2 separate regions of the Ovis aries genome follow, and region 2 is linked to region 1. The links are chromatin contacts, called in public Hi-C maps. All regions are on one chromosome and are shown on one strand. Each heading gives the region's core, a stretch centred on a gene start, on an enhancer-like site or on the middle of the called end of the contact. The rest is flanking DNA. Distances are from core to core; before and after follow the strand shown. Region 1 has its middle 15 kb from the start of TENT4A. Region 2 holds the start of NSUN2 (NOP2/Sun RNA methyltransferase 2).

Region 1 (3,380 bases), core at 449-2,948:
GCAGGAGGAAAAGGGGACGACAGAGGATGAGATGGCTGGATGGCATCACTGACTCGATGGATGTGAGTCTGAGTGAACTCCGGGAGTTGGTGAGGGACAGGGAGGCCTGGCGTGCTGCGATTCATGGGGTTGCAAAAAGTCGGACACGACTGAGCAACTGAACTGAACTGAACTGAACGACCCATGACCCCATCTCACCGGCTTCTAGGAATAACACGGGCAACACCTCCCCCGCACTATCTTCATCACACTTGCACCATTCAGGGACCCTCACAGGAGGAGCAGCTCCTCTCAGCCCCACGGCGAGGGAAAAGGGAGACCTAGCCAAGCCGCAGGTGACCCTCAGTGTTCTGCTGGGATGTGGTGATGCTACATACAGTCTCATTCTGCTGGCTGAAGCCATGCCCGAGGGAGAAGATGTGATGGGTGGCCCTCTGATAGAAGATGGAGAACAACCAGGAGGAAGGATGCTCCAATAATCAGCTCCCACAACACCTCTGGATGAAGGATGCTACCTTGCAGGTACCGCTTCTCACCAGTGGTCCACCCACTCACAGACGATGCTGCTGTGGTCCAAGCTGCTTCTGGGGTTTGCAGGCTCTGCCTCAGTCTGGCTAAGTTTAAAAACAGCCATTAACAAGTCCATTTCTTTTTATCTTAAAAATATTCAAGATTGGTGAATGCTTTGCCATCAGGATGTCTGGAGATAAGAAACCACTTCGGATGGTGAAGGTTCTGCTTTGTCCTCATGGTTGTGTCTGTCTCGATTCTTCTGTAAATAAATGCATCCACTTGCACGTTCATGACACAGTTACTGCACAGACCTGTGTGGAGTCCCTCCCACAAGACAGGCGCAGGATGGACAGCAGGGAACACTTTAGGGACCGTCTGTGTGACTCCTCCCATCAGAAAGTCAGAATGAGGGCTTCTACTTACCTACCTCGGTCGCAGGGAAGGTCCTGCCCCAAGGAGCAAAAGGTCAAGGCTTGGAAGCAGGTGCTAAAAGTTCTGGGCAGAAAGTCTTCATAGGACCAACCATGGGCCATGAACCATGAGCCAGCTCAGAGTGAGGTGACCTTGGTGATGTCCCCGTCTCCTGCCCCGGGCTGGGACAGGGAGACTGCCAACCTTCCCACCCTTCAGCAGAGCTCAACAGGGTGTCCCATACAATGTTGTTTGCTGAATAAAAGAACTGACATTCAAGATCCTCCCAACTGGACCTCAGTCTCCAGACCAGCCTTTCCCCAAACCACTCCTCCACTTGCTGGAGCCCAGACTCTCAGAGTTCTTTGCTCACAGCCTCTGAGCCAAGTGAGCTGCCAGCTTTCTTGTCTCTGACCTGCATTCTCTGAAAGTTTCTCTCAACCTCGTCTTTGCCTCTCCCAGTGTAACCTGAACCTCCCAGACCTGGGTGCAGCCAAAATCTTTGCAGGACTTTTCCTGGCCACAGTGAGATGGGACTGGGAGGTGGAGGCTGACAGTCATTCTGAACATCACCCAAGTGATTTTGAAAAGGAGAGGTGGGCTTCTCCCATTGTCTGGAATGAGGTAACTCTGGTATCACTTGATTATGACCCTTTTACTCAGTGCTCCAGGTGGACCGCAGGATTCATCCCAGCAGGAGTCTTGGGACACTGAGCCCTGCACCGCCCCGGCTCCGCGGCTGGCCGGCAGGAGGCGCTCAATGCACGCGGGTGTGGCGTGTTTCCAGCGGCTCCTCCCCTTTTTCCTGATTGACAGGGAGGGCACTGGGCCTTCTCACAGTGGGCAGAGATATCGCAGCATCTCAGGGGAGGCTCCTACTGCTAAATCGCTTCAGTCATGTCCAACTCTGTGCGACCCCAGAGACGGGAGCCCACCAGGCTCCCCCGTCCCTGGGATTCTCCAGGCAAGAACACTGGAGTGGTTGCTGTTTCCTTCTCCAATGCATGAAAGTGAAAAGTGAAAGTGAAGTTGCTCAGTCGTGTCCGACTCCTAGCGACCCCATGGACTGCAGCCTACCAGGCTCCTCCGTTCATGGGATTTTCCAGGCAAGAGTGCTGGAGTGGGGTGCCGTTGCCTTCTCCGAAACGTCCCTAAACACATCTGGGTCCAGATCTTTAAAAAGAGCTACAGAAGTTTCAAACAAGCAGCAGACAAGACATGGTTCATCTCCTGCCACAGGCAGCAGAAAAAGGAATCTGAAGACAAGAAAGACATTCGAATCTATAAATATTTAAGAAGCAACCACCCCACGCCAGGGTGCCAGGCTCTGAGCTGGCCGCTATCCCAAAGAACTCAGCTTAGCGGACAAGGGAGAAACTTTTCCACGCTGGTTTGAAAACATAAGTCCTTACCAAGAAAAACGGCTTTTCCCAGTGGCTCCGCAGTGAATAATCTGCCCTCAGTGCAAGAAACGTGTAAGGACACGCGGATTTGATCCCTGGGTGGGGAAGATCCCCTGGAGAAGGTCATGGAAACCCACTGCAGTATTCTTGCCTGGAGAACCCCATGGAAAGAGGAGCCTGGTGGACTACAGTCCAAGAGGTCACAGAGAGACATGACTGAGCAACGGAACAAAAAAAGTTAAAACAGTAAGATTGAAATGGGTCACTCGATCAGTCAAGTGGTGTCCAGTGAATTTAACACAATTGCTGACATGGATTATCGGGTGCTAAAAGTTCCCCAAAATGTCACTTAGAGGAAAAGTGAAGTGAAATTCATTCAGTTATGTCTGACTCTTTGCGATCCCATGGCATTCTCTAGGCCAGAATACTGGAGTGGGTAGCCTTTCTCTCTCCAGGGAATCTTCCCAACCCACATCTCCCGTATTGCAGGCAGATTCTTTACCAGCTGAGCCACCAGGGAAGCCCAAGAATACTGGAGTGGGTAGCCTATCCCTTCTCCAGGGGACCTTCCTGACTCAGAGACAGAACCAGGGTCGCCTGCATTGCAGGTGGATTCTTTACCAAATGAGCTATCAGGGAAGCCCAAAAGGAGATGTTCAATTTATTTTGTCTTTATCTTTGGCTCAATCAAATAATATTCTTAAAATTCACTTCCAGAAGGGAATGATATCACCTACATGTGAGATCCAAAGGAAAAATGATTTTTAAAAAATCAACACTGAATAGTCACCGGAAGGACTGATGCTGAAGCTGAAGCTCCAATACCTCGGCCACCTGATGCGAAGAGTCGACTCCTTGGAAAAGACCCTGATACTGGGAAAGACTGAAGGCAGGAGGAGAACGGGGTGACCAAGGATGAGATGGCATTACCAACTCAATGGACACAAATTTGAGCAAGCTCTGGGAGATAGTGTAGGATGGGGAAGCCTGGTGTGCTGCAGTCCATGGGGTCACAAAGAGTGGGACACAACTGAGCGACTGAACAGCAACAAA
Region 2 (3,380 bases), core at 233-2,732, 88 kb after region 1:
AGATGAGCCACCAGGGAAGCTGTGCAAAAGCCAAAGCCTAAGACCCGGAGAGAGTCCCAACTTGTTACAGACCTGAAGGGTACAGACACAGCCAATGAGCCTTCTTCACAAAAACCAAACATCTGTAAGTTAGCTTAAAGACCTTAGATGTGTTTACCGCTTATTTCTTGGAAGGCTACTTCCACAGTGCTGGAGGCACCTGCCTGTATTGTAGAGGAGAAAGTCCCTGAACGTGACCCATTCAGTAACTGGAAACCAGACCCCCAAGGTGCATCTGACAGGGGGCAACAATCTTCCCCTCAACAGAGTCCACGATGGAACTAGAAAAGCAGGAAGACGGCGCTGGGGGAGAGAGAGCAGGGGCGCACGGAGAGGGCGCCAGGACCTGGTGCACAGGTGCAGGGAGCCGGCCCGGGGTGGCACGCGGGTGGTGCACCAGGGGCGGTGGGGAGAAGGTGGCGCACCAACCAGGGGCGGCGGGGAGAAGGGGGCGCAACAGGGGCGGCTGGGGGAAGCGCGGGGCCGCCCGCTCTTACCGTTGCGCATAGTGGACGAGGAACATGGCCAGGAGGATGCAGTTGGGCCAGCGGTTGAGGCGCTCGGCCGGCGCGCCCGCGCACGCGAGGAGCGGCAGGGCCAACGAGGGCAGCTCCTGCACGGCCCAGGCGGCCCGCGCCGGCAGCTCGAAGGCAGAGCCGGGCGACGCGTAGCGCCCGTAGGGCGAGCCCACCAGCTTCAGCAGCACGTAGCACACGACGCCCAGGGCGCATTCCAGGTAGGCGAGCGCGTCCAGCAGGAACCGCTCGGCCAGCTCCATGGTGGGTGACGGCAGGCGTGCTCCATGGCCCGGCGGCTGCGTCGGGCCACATATAGGGCGGCGGCGGCGGCGGGCGGGGTGAGGTGGGGGGCGGGAGGCGCGGTTACCTGAGGCCGGCGACCGCGGTCAAAGCCCTCGGCCCGGATCCGCCCCGTGCGGGCGGCCCCGGAGCCACGCGCCCCCAGTCTCCCTAGTCCTGGGTGCGCGCGGGGGACCGGGTGGGAGGCCTGGGGCGCCGGCTCGCCACAACCACACGGCCAGAACCCCGCCCATTCCAGGCCCTCCCCGACCGTCTCACCAATCCCGGGTGCGCGCCGCGGACCCGCCCCGCCCACGCGCCTAGAGCCCCCCCATGCCCCGCCCTCTAGACCCCGCCCACTCCGGGCACTCCCGGACCGTCTACCTTAGTCGCGGGTGCGCGCCGGGGACGGGGCACGACGTCCGCCCGCCCGCCCCTCCCACGCTGCTAGAGCCCCGCCTACTAGGCCCCCGCCCACTTCGGACCCTCCCCGACCGAGCGTCATTTCCGCGGTGCGCACGCGCGACCTCGGGCTGCCCGCATCGGTGCCTGAGCCGACGCGGAAATCCTTGCGCTCCTGCAGGTCCCTCCCTCCCTGCAGGTCCCGGGGAGGCGCATGTGCGGACCCGCGGGGTCCTCGAGCTGCAGCCCGGAAGTGCTAGCGGCCGACGGTGGCGGGTCGGGCCGTACGGGCGGCGTGCGCGGCCGCGTGGGCCATGGGGCGGCGGTCGCGGGGCCGGCGGCTCCAGCAGCAGCAGCAGCGTTCCGAGAGCGCGGAGGACGGCGGAAAGCGCAATGGGGCGGTAGGACCCGGGGGAGGGCGGGCCGGGGCCCCGAGGCCTGCGGGGCGGCGAAGGGCGGCTTTGCGGCCCCGGGTGCCAAGTTTCTCACTCCTCAGGGCTGGGAAGGCGGCTATCCCGAGATCGTCAAGGAGAACAAGCTGTTCGAGCACTACTACCAGGAGCTCAAGATCGTGCCCGAGGGCGAGTGGGACCAGTTCATGGGAGCGCTCAGGGAGCCTCTCCCGGCCACTTTAAGAATTACCGGTTACAAGAGGTAAGGGGGTCGTGCCTTTCGCGTTTCTCGGAGAGTTGGGGTTTAGAATGCCCCGGGTTTAAAACGGAAATGTATTTCTCCCAAGAAGCACACGTCAGCGGTGTGGATGCCAGAGCCTGGAGGCCTTGAGAAGAGGGAGCATGGGTGTCCCAACAGAGTACGGGGAGGAGGACCTGGCAAGTTGGGAGGTTAGAATCAGACACGAGTGTGCAAGATGAGAAGCAGTTGACTCTTGGGGGCCCGTTGACGATGCCCCACCCTTTGGAACACATGAGAACCTGTGACATTAGTGAGTGTTAAGTGAAGCTTATGGTGGTGGTGTTTTTTTTTTTTTGAGTCGTGTAACCGAGCACGTGGGCTTATTGCTAGCTGCAGAATGAAAAGACCAAATAAAGAGGCAACAGTCTTGGAGAAAGCGAAAAGGCTTAAGATAGTCAAGCAAGGAGACAGGAGGCAGTGATCAGCTCCTTCCCGTCAGCTGTTGAGCAGGGTATTTATCCATGGAAGTAGGGAGTAAGTGGAGGAGGGGGCCCTGGAATGATGGGTGGAAATTAAAGGTAAGTTTCCAGCGTCCCCTGCAGGTGCAGCTGTGCTTCATCCCTTTTTATGTGCAAGTTTGGGGTGGGGAGTCTGTTACATGTGGTGGCTTTTCACTTTGTGATGTCTAAAGTTTACTGTGGGTTACTTAACTTATTAAAAACGATAATTACGAATATTTTGGCCTCAGCCCATGGCATGTGGGATTTTAGTTCCCAGACCAGGGATCAAACCTGCACTCCCTGCATTGGAAAAAAATAGTCTTAACAACTGGACCGCCAGGGACTGTCCCTGCAGTGGGCTGTGTTAGTCCTTTGATGTGCCTCTGCTGGGCAAAATGGCCTTTAGGACTGTTGTGGTCAGATCCTGTTTCGGTGGTGTCCTTCGAAACAAACTTAGAGATGTCACTTAATCAAGTTGTTTCTTCCTTATGAACCTTCAGTGTGTAAGTTTCAGGATACGGTTGCAGTTGTACCTTTTGAAGATGACCTGAAAGTGAAAATGAAACTCGAGGGATGTTCAGGAGAGAAGGAGTAGAATAGTATTGTATGTAGTTTTCACCTTTTAGAGATTAAAGGACAAGGACTGTTTAAGCGTTGAAAGAATGCAGTAAAATGGTAGTAATTAAAGAATGTCTTCACTTGGCACACAAGGATGGCTTTTGATGCAAAACACAATCTTGGGTTTATAAAGAGATAAGATGTCTTGAATTAGCTTTAATTAGCTTTCCAGATTGATTTGAAACTTCAAAAAATTTTTTTTGATAGCCATGCAAAAGAGATTCTCCACTGCTTAAAGAACAAGTATTTCAAGGAACTGGAGGACCTGGAGGTGGATGGGCAGAAAGTTGAAGTTCCACAGCCCTTGAGTTGGTAGGTGTAACAGCTTCATTCTGTTGGATATTTCTCTGGGATTTTAACCTTTGTCGCTTGAATTTATTTCTTGGTAACC

What was found. Hi-C and Micro-C count contacts between places; a contact is called where the count stands out from the background.
Region 2: a contact with region 1 is called in a Hi-C map of hypothalamus, with 2.8 times the contacts expected there. The contact joins the promoter of NSUN2 here to the enhancer-like site in region 1. A contact is called at or near these places in 4 of 16 Hi-C or Micro-C datasets (blood, hypothalamus, muscle and 1 more).

The regions. Positions count from the first base shown.
Region 1 is chr16:66,567,388-66,570,767 of ARS-UI_Ramb_v3.0, forward strand. No RefSeq gene overlaps it. Among named protein-coding and RNA genes, the nearest start is that of TENT4A, 15 kb to the left of the region's middle. Within about 2 kb of position 1,699, at least 14 of the 54 cell types and tissues checked have an H3K27ac peak or open chromatin away from gene starts, as enhancers often do. A contact at or near this core is called in hypothalamus, where this site is marked.
Region 2 is chr16:66,655,334-66,658,713 of ARS-UI_Ramb_v3.0, forward strand. NSUN2 (NOP2/Sun RNA methyltransferase 2) reads left to right here and starts at 1,483. Exons shown (of 20, transcript XM_042233950.2): 1 at 1,483-1,639; 2 at 1,735-1,892; 3 at 3,197-3,301. The coding sequence starts at 1,553. SRD5A1 (steroid 5 alpha-reductase 1) reads right to left here and starts at 871. Exons shown (of 5, transcript XM_027980176.3): 1 at 537-871. The coding sequence starts at 817.